Regions from separate parts of the Danio rerio genome. Here region 1 is linked to region 2. The links are chromatin contacts, called in public HiCAR-type maps. All regions are on one chromosome and are shown on one strand. Each heading gives the region's core, a stretch centred on a gene start, on an enhancer-like site or on the middle of the called end of the contact. The rest is flanking DNA. Distances are from core to core; before and after follow the strand shown. Region 1 holds the start of zgc:77262. Region 2 holds the start of ppp1r14ba (protein phosphatase 1, regulatory (inhibitor) subunit 14Ba).

What was found. HiCAR-type assays count read pairs that join an accessible place to other places.
Region 1: a HiCAR-type map of caudal fin shows a contact between it and region 2, with 5 times the contacts expected there. The contact joins the promoter of zgc:77262 here to the promoter of ppp1r14ba in region 2. A contact is called at or near these places in 2 of 18 Hi-C or Micro-C datasets (both in embryo) and 2 of 4 datasets of contacts at active chromatin or transcription factors (caudal fin and embryo).

What each region holds. Positions count from the first base shown.
Region 1 is chr21:30,250,335-30,256,138 of GRCz12tu, reverse strand. It overlaps zgc:77262, which reads left to right and starts at 4,322. Exons shown (of 2, transcript NM_205654.2): 1 at 4,322-4,383; 2 at 5,524-5,804. The coding sequence starts at 5,605. mark2a (MAP/microtubule affinity-regulating kinase 2a) reads left to right here. Exons shown (of 17, transcript XM_073935974.1): 17 at 600-2,196. The coding sequence ends at 1,035.
Region 2 is chr21:30,075,276-30,081,369 of GRCz12tu, reverse strand. It overlaps ppp1r14ba (protein phosphatase 1, regulatory (inhibitor) subunit 14Ba), which reads left to right and starts at 1,270. Exons shown (of 5, transcript NM_001045853.1): 1 at 1,270-1,408; 2 at 1,544-1,740. The coding sequence starts at 1,549.

The sequences.
Region 1 (5,804 bases), core at 3,073-5,572, 170 kb before region 2:
CTGAACCCAGTTAAATTTTTATTTCATATTGATATATTTAACCCCTCCCCAAGCATCTTACAGATGTCTGATTAGATGTCTTTACTTTGACTGCATTGTAGTCTTCCACCATGGCACCACATTGGTGTTTTGTGTTGATGATAAAAACATTTAATCATCATTGATTTAAGATGTCAAAGCAAAAAATCTTGTATGTACCAAGCCCAGCAAACTATTTTGTGTTGAATACATGTCTAATAGACACCTACACGTAGAAAGCTTGGCTAAAACAAAGCTAAACTTGGGCTGTCAGTGAAAATCTAATAGATATCTTAGAATAGCTTAAAACTAAACTAGTCAACAAATTAGACAGACTTTATATGTGTAGTTATTAATTTTCATTTATTTGATGACTAGTCTAGTTTTGGACTATTCTTGGACGTCTATTCGATTTTCACTGCCCAAATTTAGCCTTGTTCTAGCCAAGATGACTATGTTTAGACGTCTATTAGACATATTTTAAAAACCAAAGAATGCTGGGAGCTTTTTGTGTGCTTTCTTAGTCTTCCTCATGTTCACCTTTCAATTTTCATATTTGTGCCTCTCTCCCCTCACTGAAGACCCATGTTGAGCACAGCAGACAAGATGGAGAAAGGTACCCAGGGACACCCCAGCGACGAAAACAAGGACTCATTTTCCTCCTCTTCTCCAGCGTCCAGCACACCCTCCTCCACCCAGGCCTCCAAAGACACCAAGCCACGCTCCCTCCGCTTCACCTGGAGCATGAAGACCACCTCCTCCATGGAGCCCAATGAAATGATGAAGGAGATCCGGAAGGTCCTGGACTCCAACAGCTGCGAGTACGAGTTGCGCGAACGCTTCATGCTCCTCTGCATGTCGGGAAACCCAGCGCATGACGACTTCGTCCAGTGGGAGATGGAGGTGTGCAAACTACCTCGCCTCTCCCTCAATGGGGTGCGCTTTAAGAGGATCTCCGGGACCTCCATCGCCTTCAAGAACATCGCTTCGAAGATCGCGAACGAGCTAAAACTGTGAGGAAGACGACGGCTTCTGCGGAAGATATTTTGAGCCCATGTTTTGGGAATGAGGAGGCACTGTGAGAAGAGTCGACGGCAGCAATGAAGAGTCTCGAGGCTGTAAAGGGGGAAAAGGTGTAAGACAGGTTCATGGGGGACATTTGTGCATATAGACATTTTTCAGGGGGTTTCTTTTTTGGGGGAGGTGTTCTGTCTTGGTTTGGGTTTTCTGTTCCTTTCTCAGCTCCCCCCCTCGAAAAACTTTGTGTTGTTGTCTTTATTTGTGGCAATTTCGTTCAAATGTTGTGGTTTTTCTTGGAACTCACAATTGTCCTCAATTCAGACGGCGACAAGAGGTTGGTGTTGATAAACTGGAAATGTTTGCCAGTGGTTTTCTTTTTTCTATGAACGTAAGCCAGCTACTGTCTTGGAAACTACCCCACCCCCCCATACCCTGGTTCTTATTCCTTTTTCATCCCAAAACACAAACAATGGTAAACCACCACATTACTTGATCTTACTTTCATATCCAGGTTAGCTGTGATGAGCAGAGATTGGCGGTTGAATTGACGCTCTGAATGTACTACACAAAATCACGACCCAAATGGCTAGGCACATTCAGTAGAGCTGTAATTCTGAAAGCTCTGATTGGTTCTGGTCTAGCCAGTGATATGGTAGCTAATCTGTATACTCTGCCCCATTTTACATCACAGTACAGTGTCTTATTTGAGCTGAAATAGAATTGTTGACTTGAACCCTCGGTGCACCGGAGGTGAATCACCTCTCCGCACCCCTACGCCCAGACAATTAGTTTATTTTGTTGTTGTTGTTTGTTTGTTTTTCCTCTACTGCAGGGGTTATATATCAGAAACTAATTAAGGGCCAATTAAGTAATTATTGGTGGATTGTAGTGTAATTAAGAATTGCTGGTTGGATCCAATCTGCTGCACTGGAATGAGTCTGTGTTTCGTTGCCTTTCTCTGGAGAAGATAATTATTAATATTATTATATGAATAAACCAGACGTTGGATGATTTGTGTTCAACTGTTTATGAACATTATTCTTTTTAGTGTACTGTTTTAGTTATTTTTGTTTCATCTTAAAGAAACTTTTAAAGTGCTTTTGTTCTTTAATTGATTTAAAGAGCATGCAATACAAATAAAACTATTTACTTTCTAAACCCTTTCCTTCTGAGAGCATTTGGAAACTTAGTAGTAATTTAAGCTTTTGTTGCTTTATTTTTAGGGTAAGAGTATATTATTACAGAGAATTTTAAGATGATAAATGCATATTTATATGGTAGCAAATGCTTATAATAATAATAATAACAATGTAATCCCATGTTTTTGAACATTTGTAACCTTTATTCTTCATTTATTTCATTTATTTACTAGTCACATAATTCTAGTTGTCAGTGTTGGCCATTTTCATTTAACTTTTTGAATGTATGAAAAGACAACTTATTGTATAAATATGAAATAGGAAAGTAGCATGGCTTTAAGACAAAATTGCACAAAGTCTGTGGCCATATAGTATGCGACAAAACAGCATTTAACAATAGTTTGTCCAAATGTACAGTATGCAAATACACCAACACTATAAGGGCCAACAATCAATATGATTCTGAAGTGTGTATGGGATGTTTGTCCTCAGGTCAAATTACAAGGGGGTTTAGGGGCTATTGACCAACCGTAATTACGCTCGATCCCCCTGAAGTTATTGAAAACATGTATGTGGGGGCTGGGGGTCAGTCTTCTGTCTAAATCAGAGGTGCCCAAACTTTTTCTTATGAAGGGCCAAAACCCAAACTTGATTCAGGGTGGCAGGCTGAAGTTACTGTATAAGTATAAGTGACATATATACATTTCTTTTGATTATAATAAGCAAATCAATAAAAAGCAAACTCAAATTATATGAAATAAAAATAAATAAAAAGTTTGATTTGCTTTTTACATTTTTATTGATTTCTTTTACAACTTTTTATTGATTTGCTTATCAATGTCTTGTGTGTTGTCCTCTATCTTCAAGTGACAGCATTTACATTTTTAGAAATCTGATTTATGCACAACATTTATTTTCAGTTTGCTTTTTTGCTCAATGAAAGAAAGAAAATTAAATTAGACATGAAGATCTCTGTAAAAAGGCATTTGGCCCAACCTTTGCCCTCTCTGATGGGATGTCGGGTCAAATCAAAGGTTACCATGAGCCAACTTTGGCCCGCGGGCCCTAGTTTGGGCATCTATAGTCTTAATAGTAAGAGATGATTTGCTCTGATCTGCATCTTAAATAATAATTTTACTAAATAAATAATAGGTTATATAAATATACAATTGACCACCCTTATAATGGATTTTACCATTGTGAATGCATAAACGCGTCAATTAATCCGACAGACATGGTAAGTGTTCACAAAACACTTGTCTTTTAAAATAGGTGTTTGTTTCTACATATAGCCTAAAAGTAAAGTAAAATTAGGTGAATAGTTTGTATAGTTTGTCCTACAGTAAACCCTAAAATAGCTAATCACAGGATATTGTAGGTCAGAATACATGAACTATTCTTATAAATATACTATAAAATGCTATAAATACCTTGCATTTTTACTATAAATGTTATTTAATTTGATTAATTGAAGCACAAAATAACGTTGCTGAAAAAGTTGACCACCCCTGACCGTCAATATGTAATTCACACCCTGTCTGTTCTGTACCATGAGGCCAATCGAGAGGGTTTTGAATGGCAGTGAAGTGATGCAGCTGCTGGTTGATCACGTTGGACATGATTGTTTAATGCGTCATCCGATTAAATTTATACTATACACATTCATTATTAGATTTTTTACCTCCAGCATCCGAAGTACTTAATCAAAATACGCTCTTATGTATATGTAGGTTGTGTGTTGTCCAAATAATTCGACATTTTGCTCTACATTAAGTTCAACAATGAAAGGAAGGGATGAAAGAAGTGACACCGGAAGCAACCTCTGCACATCTGCTGTAGTGATGAATCATTCCGAGTCGGCTAACAAATCTGACTCTGCGAGTCAATATGGTTAAAGATAACTACAAATAAATTCAACTATCACTTCATTATACACACCACAACAGCATGTTAAATGGGCTATTCATGAAATTAATTATGTATCGACGAAATTACGTAAAATATAATCATCGATTACTGAATCGTTTTTAAATGATTCTTCGAAATGAACTGAGTCAGGTTTTGGGTTCGGCCGTTAGGAGGCGCTCACTCTGACTGCTCGCGGCGCATATGACCCTCCCCCACCCCTCAGACAAGCCGTCGACCCCGCCGTCATCGTATATTGACAGAAGCGCACCCATGTCTGCGCTATAGCAGCAATTTTGAGGTGAGTTTTAAAAATTATACCTTTAAATACGTTTAAACAAGATTGGTTTCAAAAGTCGAGTACATTATAAGTACGGCACGAGCGTTTAAATGAGCGCAGTACTGATATCCCCTCGGCTGCGCTATCTTATCCAATGCAGAGTATTGTTCTCATGTGAACCGGTAAAATCTTAATATAAATGTACTGATTTATTTTAGAATGTAAGATGATTACTTTAACAAATGTTACTGTCCCACAAATGTCTGCAAAGTCTTTCCTATGTATATTTTTTTCAGATACTTCCTAGATCTGAGGCTAACAGCTACAAGCATTAGCATGCTAAGCTTTAGTCATTGTGTGATTGAGATGAGATACTTAGATCAGTGTGACTAAAATGAGATGTTCAGGATATGTAGTAATTTATTTTCGTCGGAAATTGTGCTCGTTTAACATTACAATGTGAAATAATTGAATCAGACAATGCACCGTGTTTGAACTTCATACGTTATAATAACCTGAAAGTGAAACAACGCTGATTATTATTATTAAGGACTTACGCGAGATTCTCATTGGTCAGTCGCGTTTAGTCTTGAACTCTACTGTATCTCAGATCTGACTTGTATTATATGTTTACTTTAGCTCCTCTAAAGTCACTGTTTGTGCATTACTTCATTTGCTCAGTCATGATAGAAAATAAGTTTGTCCAAGTATTAATTGTTAGTTTCTATAATGACTGAACAAATAATGAACAGTGACTTTGATATGATATATTACTGTTTACTCGTTTTACTAAATTGTGGCTCTGCTATTTGTTTACCTTTTGTAACCAAATTAGTCTAAAATAAGATGTTTAATTAGCACACAAAGTGTGGAAGATTGTCGTCTTTGGAACAAATTCCTAATTTGTTTCCACGACTAACAAAGGTTCTGTATAAACAAATATCTATGTTTAATTTTATAAGCTCCCACTGAGTTTTAAGGGTCATATTAATATAGTAATGTATATTGAAATGTATTATTAAATACATCAAAGTAAAAACACTGCAGCAGGGTGCAGAACGGTAGCAGCAGGGAAATTGTGGGAGGTTGTATTTCTCTCTTAAACTAAAGTTGATTTGCATATATTTTGCCTGACCATGTGACTGTTTTTATTCCCCTCAGGAAGAAGCTTGTTTGAGACCTTACATGTGCAAATCAACCAAAGACTGATTCCAAAACACACCGCTGTTCTTCTCATTCAAAATGGTGAAGATATTTGTTGGCAATGTAGCTTCAGCAACCACAGAAGATGAGCTCCGTGCTTTATTCGAGAAGTACGGCGCAGTGTCTGACTGTGACATTCTGAAAAATTATGGCTTTGTGCACATGGATGAAGAAGAGGCTGCGCAGAAGGCCGTCTCCGCTTTGCACAAGCATGAGGTCAACGGCTCCCGCATCACTGT
Region 2 (6,094 bases), core at 21-2,520:
GACAATCAAATTGCCCGAGGGCTGTTGAACCATTCAAATTCAGCTGATGCAGAAATGATGGCTATTTACTGAAGTGAATGAACCAATTGTGGTTGAATAAATTACATAACGTTGGATGATTTTACGATTAAATGAGACAGTCGGAGGGTCACTTGGTTTGCACAGGCGCAATGCACAGTGTAAGTGTGAGAGCGAAGGAGATTTGGTTTAGATGGAAGAGTCCACATAAAAAAGAGGGGTCGCAGACAGCATCTATTATACATGCATAACATAACAATAATGATAAGGTAACTGTACTTGACATAATTATATGTGACTTTATATAAACCGATATTAATAATTAATCTATCAACTTTAGAACCACAGACACAGCTACATAAAAAACTGAGGAAACGATTAGAGGTGGTAATATTAGTGATGGAGGTCCGACTCTTTCGCGAATCGGTTCTTTTGAACTGGTCTTTTCAAAATAGTGGTTCAAATGCCTTTTTTGTGATATTGATGCATTCTCCATTAAATAACAATTAGAGAAGATTGCTGAAATAAGTTTTAATTCTAATGTTACTGGTCGCTGCATGGGCATCAACGCATGGCTTACAGTTTTAGTAAAACAGTCAAATGATTCTTCATTACTTCAGATTAATGTGTCTGTCTAGGCCTAGGTGCAAGCATAGACTGCAAAAAAATAAAAGTGGTGCTCACTGCAGAGCGAGCAGTGTCTCCAAAAATAGGGTGCAACATATTGCTATTTCTGCAATAGTGTAAAATACACCTAAAGTAGCATAAATTAGTAGTAGTGGCTGTTTCTGCAACATTAAATAAATAAAACAAACAAACAAATAAATAAATATAAATAAATAAATAAAGGCATTGGAAGATATAAAAGTTGAGGGGAAAAATAATCAGATTTAAGTTTCCTCTTTATATTAAATAAATATATGAGCGCTGAGGTTCTTAGAGATACACTTCTTAGAGATAAAGTCAAAAGTGTGACATTCATTCATTCATTTTCCTCCGGCTTAGTCATTTTATCATGTGAGAATTTTAAACTTGAAAATGTATTTATTTGTGACAATTTGTTTTTAAGTCAGAACTATAATACGAACATAAGATCCAGAAACAAGCTTTTATTCACGATTGCTACTCTGAGTCATTTTAGTGAACTCTTCAACTGATCCACTTAAAAGAACCGACTCGAACGACCGATTCATGTGCGGCATCCCTGGTATTTGAGCGCGGACACTTGGCGGCGCCCACAAGCTGTTCTGTGACAATTGATGGAGCGATTTGGGGAAGATGGACTTTGATAAACCGCGGCCACACAATTAGTCTAATGAATTCTTCAGTTTTCTAAGCTCTTTGTATGCCCGATCTCAGTCTACCGTGGCGGACTCCTTGCAAACTAAAGGTCTGTTCCATTTAAGAAAAGGGGGCCTGGTACTTTTTTTCAGCAACATGCAATGGATGTGCACATGACCAGCTGTCTTTTGAATTGATGCTCTTATTAATCAAGCCATTAAATCCACCTCAGCTTTTTTATTAGGGACAATGGCAGCGGTAACGAGTCCGGAAACAACACCTCAACCCCGGGTCTATTTTCAAACACCTCCCGGTACCGAAGAAGAAGTGCCACAGAAGCAAGGACGAGTGACCGTTAAATATGACAGAAAAGAGCTGAGGAGGAGGCTGAATTTGGAAGAGTGGATAGTTAGCCAGTTAATGAATCTGTACGACTGCGAGGTAGGACACAAAACACTGTCACTGCTTTCAAAACCTGCAATCCTTTGTTGCCAGGAATGACAGCTCTTTCTTTCCAGCAGCACTCGTGCACCGGTATTCTTCACGCTCCATTTGTCATGTCCATTTAGCGCGATAGTTGACTAATAAATAGCTTGCTTATTAACTTCAGCATGTCATCTTTTATTTATTTTATTTTATTTGTGTTGACTTTTAATCGATGCTGATTTTATGGTTTTGCGTTTGCACATGGAAGGGCGTGGCATTACAGAACTAACAGACAAAGCCATAAAACAAAGGTGAGTCTTATGGACAGGTGCTGCGAGTACAGAAAATAGACATATATTCATAATGCAGTCTTTAATCATAACGAATCCATTCATTTTTCATCGAAACTTGGGCTTGCCTCGTTTATTAATGTGACAGCTCTATAACAGGATGGAGCTCTAGTTGCAGGAACAAAGACATAGATTTCAATTCTAATATTTTTATATCTACACGTGCACAAATCCCAAGATTTCTCTGAATGGGGTTATCATGTCTATTTAATATGCATACATATACAGTAGGTCAGGATGCATTTTATTATTTCTTAGTTTCAGACCCCTGGGATGTTTGGAATCACCCTTTTAGCCATTGTGATGATGTCATCTGTTCAGACATGCAAAGCATGCTTCACTCTGAGCTTGACTTAACCTCCAGGGCTAATATAACTGACCTAGATTATATGTGGTGTAAAACTAGGCAGCTCTTGAAAATGAGATTTTTTTTTCTCCTGTGAATGCTCTCTTCAGCCCAGCGGTAGGCCTCATCCTGAGCTAAAATCTCGCTTTGTCTGATTGACATACTGAATCCGTTGGATTTGTTTAAGAGCCTGCTGACTTGTGATAAGTTTTCCACTGACAAATGGTTTCTGATGTCAGATTATAGCCCAACACAGTATGGTGACATTTCAATAATGAGGAGGAAGAAGAAAATAAAAGTATGCATTGTCGAACCTGTGAAATGTCATCTGAATCCCACAGGTTATGCGTACATTAATGTGGCCTGACAGCAGAATTTTCCATTATATTGCATGTTTGGTCCAATTATGCTGATGCTTTGAGAGCAGATCTGAAATCACAATAGCCCTCAGCCAAAAAAAAAACCCGAAGATAAATGTTTGTACCTAAGAGAACAGCGATGCTTTGTGACAAATTACATAACTTAATTTAAATCTTTTTTTGTTGTAGCTTCTTTTCAGAGTAGTGGACAAAGATTGGTTGAAATGTATTTTTGATTAGATATGTAGCTTTTCAATGTTTCCAACGCAGCACTGAAAATATTATATGTGTGTTCAAGTATATTTATATAGATAGATTTGCACATTTGCTCATTGAGCATAGAGCAGGGAAAGAAAAACTACATGGTAGGCATGGGCCGGTATAAGTTTCTGATGGTATGAATATCTTGGATAAAAATATGGTTTTACAGTATCACGGTATTGTGATTACTGCTACCAAATAAGTTATTTTTAAATGTCTGTGTAAGAAAACCTTTTGCCCCATTTAATAAAATACATTTTATTTTAGGAAACATATTATTTTGGAACGGTAAATATGTCAGGATAAATAATTTAAATAAATCATTGACCTGCTGTCTTCATTAGTTTCAAAAAACAGATTTTTTTTGCAAAACGTTTTAAAAAACACATTGAAAAACCTTATAAATACACCTTAGGAACATTATAACAGAAAACTTAAGCAGTTTTAAAACCTTGACTTCTTCAAATGATGTTTAACAGAACAAGGAAATTTTCTCAGTATGTCTGATAATATTTATTCTTCTGGAGAAAGTCTGACTTGTTTTATTTTGGCAACAATAAAAGTTAAAAATAAAAATTTAAAATTTAAAATATTTTGTGTCATTTTGTATAATATAATTTTAAAGACAAAATTATTAGCCCCTCAAGCAATTGTTTTTTGATAGTCTACAGAACAAACAATTGTTATACAATAACTTGCCTAATTACCATAACCTGCCTAGTTAACCTAATTAACCTAGTTTAAGTCTTTAAATGTCACTTTAAGCTGTATAGAAATGTCTTGAAAAAATCTAGTCAAATATTATGTACTGTCATCATGGCAAAGGTAAAATAAATCAGTTATTAGAGGTGAGTTTTTAAAACTATTATGTTTAGAAATGTTTTGAAAACATTCAGAAATTGGGGGAAAAAAAATATATATATATATATAAACAGACTGACTTGAAATATGCACACTATCATTCAAAGGTTTAAGGGTCAGTAGTGTTAATTAATGCTGTATTTAATAAAATCTAATTTTTATAAATATAGGTACAACTAAATAGAACAATACTGTGTAATATGTTGACAGAAGTTCAAATGTTTTCATTTAAAATTTTTAAAGGTCCCATAAAATAAAAAAATAAAAACTTAGATGTTAGTTTCAGTCTGTTAGTTTTAAGGACATCTATATGTTGATGTGCTCCAAAACATTGACAAAATTAGCATTTATAATATATAAACCAATATAAACATGTAAAGCTTGCAGTTTATCACTTTGGCTAAATCAGGGTGCCCAAACTTATTTCAAATAAATGGCAAAAAAACAAATATTATTATGAGCCGTGGACCGGAGGTAAATATACCAAACTGCATTACATTACATGGTATTACAAGTTCATTCATTAATTTTCTTTTCGGCTTAGTCCCTTTATTAAACTGAGGTCCCCACAGCGAAATGAACCGCCAACTTATCCTGCACATGTTTTATGCAGCGTATACCCTTCCAGCCACAACCCATCACTGGGAAACATTCACACACACTCATTCACACACATCCACACCTGACAATTTAGTCTACCCAATTCACCTATACCACATGTCTTTGAGCTTGTGGGGGAAACCGGAGCACCCAGAGGAAACCCACGCGAACATGGGGAGAACATGCAAACTCCACACAGATACGCCAACTGACCCAGCCAAGGCTTGTACTAGCAATCTTCTTGCTGTGAGGCGAATGTGCCACCCCCTGCATCACCGCATCGCCCTGTATTACAAGTTGCTATAAATAATTTCATAATTTATTGCATAATATATATATATAAAAAACATTCCCTTAAATTGTGTTAACTAATGCAGTGTAACTTTTAAAATGATAACTTATTGCAGTAAAAACATAACAGTGAACAGTGGGGTTCAATGCTGAATACATTAGTCAAACAAAATCTTCCATTGCCTAATTTGCTCAAAGTTCAAAGCTTCAACACATTTGCTTCGACTGTTTCAGTGTTTCATGAAGCCTCACCTTGCCCACTACTATAAAAGGTTACATTAGATTTGTATGACTATCTCGTAACCAGGGGTGACCAACCCTGTACCTGGAGATCTACCTTCCTGCAGATTTTAGTTGCAACCCACATCAAACACACCTGCCTGTAATTATCAAGTGCTGTTCAGGTCCTAATTAATTGGTTTAGGTGTGTTTGATCAGGGTTGGAGTTGAACTCTGCAGGAAGGTAGATCTCCAGTAACAAGGTTGAGCACTGCTCTAAACCATCCCCATAAATCTTACTCTCTTCTCAGTTGGGATGGTGGGCCAAATCAAAGGTTACTATGGGCCAGCCCGCGGGCCCTAGTTTGGGCATCTCTGGACTAAATAAATCAATGTTTTTTTTCACATCACCTCATACTTCAGTTTCTCATCAAAGATTGACTATCAAATGCTCTCTAGTGTCTGCCATGTCATGCACCCTTTAAAATGCTTCTCATTTACTTTTCATTTGATTAACTTGAGCTCAAACCCACTCATTGACAGAGCTGTGATTATTAAATATTATTATTGGCTGTTTTTTATTAAAAGGGGGAGGAGCTATTATACATCCTCTTTTCATTTTTCAGTTGCGATTACGTTAAACATTGAATAAAAATGCACATTTCAAAGGACTTCACGGGACCTTTAAGAATGTCGGAAATGCGGGATTTTCAGCATCATCCCTTCAGTGTAACATGATCTTTCAGAAATCATTCTAATAAGATATATGTACTCTAGAAATTATTATTGTTATTATATTATTAACAATGTTGAAAAAGGTTTTGTGAATTATTATTTTCTTGATATTTTAAAAGTCTATATTATTTTAAAAGATATTTTAAAGCTATCCAAAATCATTTGCAGCATTATAAAAGTCTCACTTTCATGCACCTTTGTGTTGTTTTTTTGGTCAGTACTTTCACAGCTAAAAGACAGAGAAGTTTAATTAACAGATATTATTTTAGTGGTAATTAGTTATAATATGTGTGCATTACATGACAGGTCAAGACATGAAACCGATAAAGTTATACTAAATAATGGCT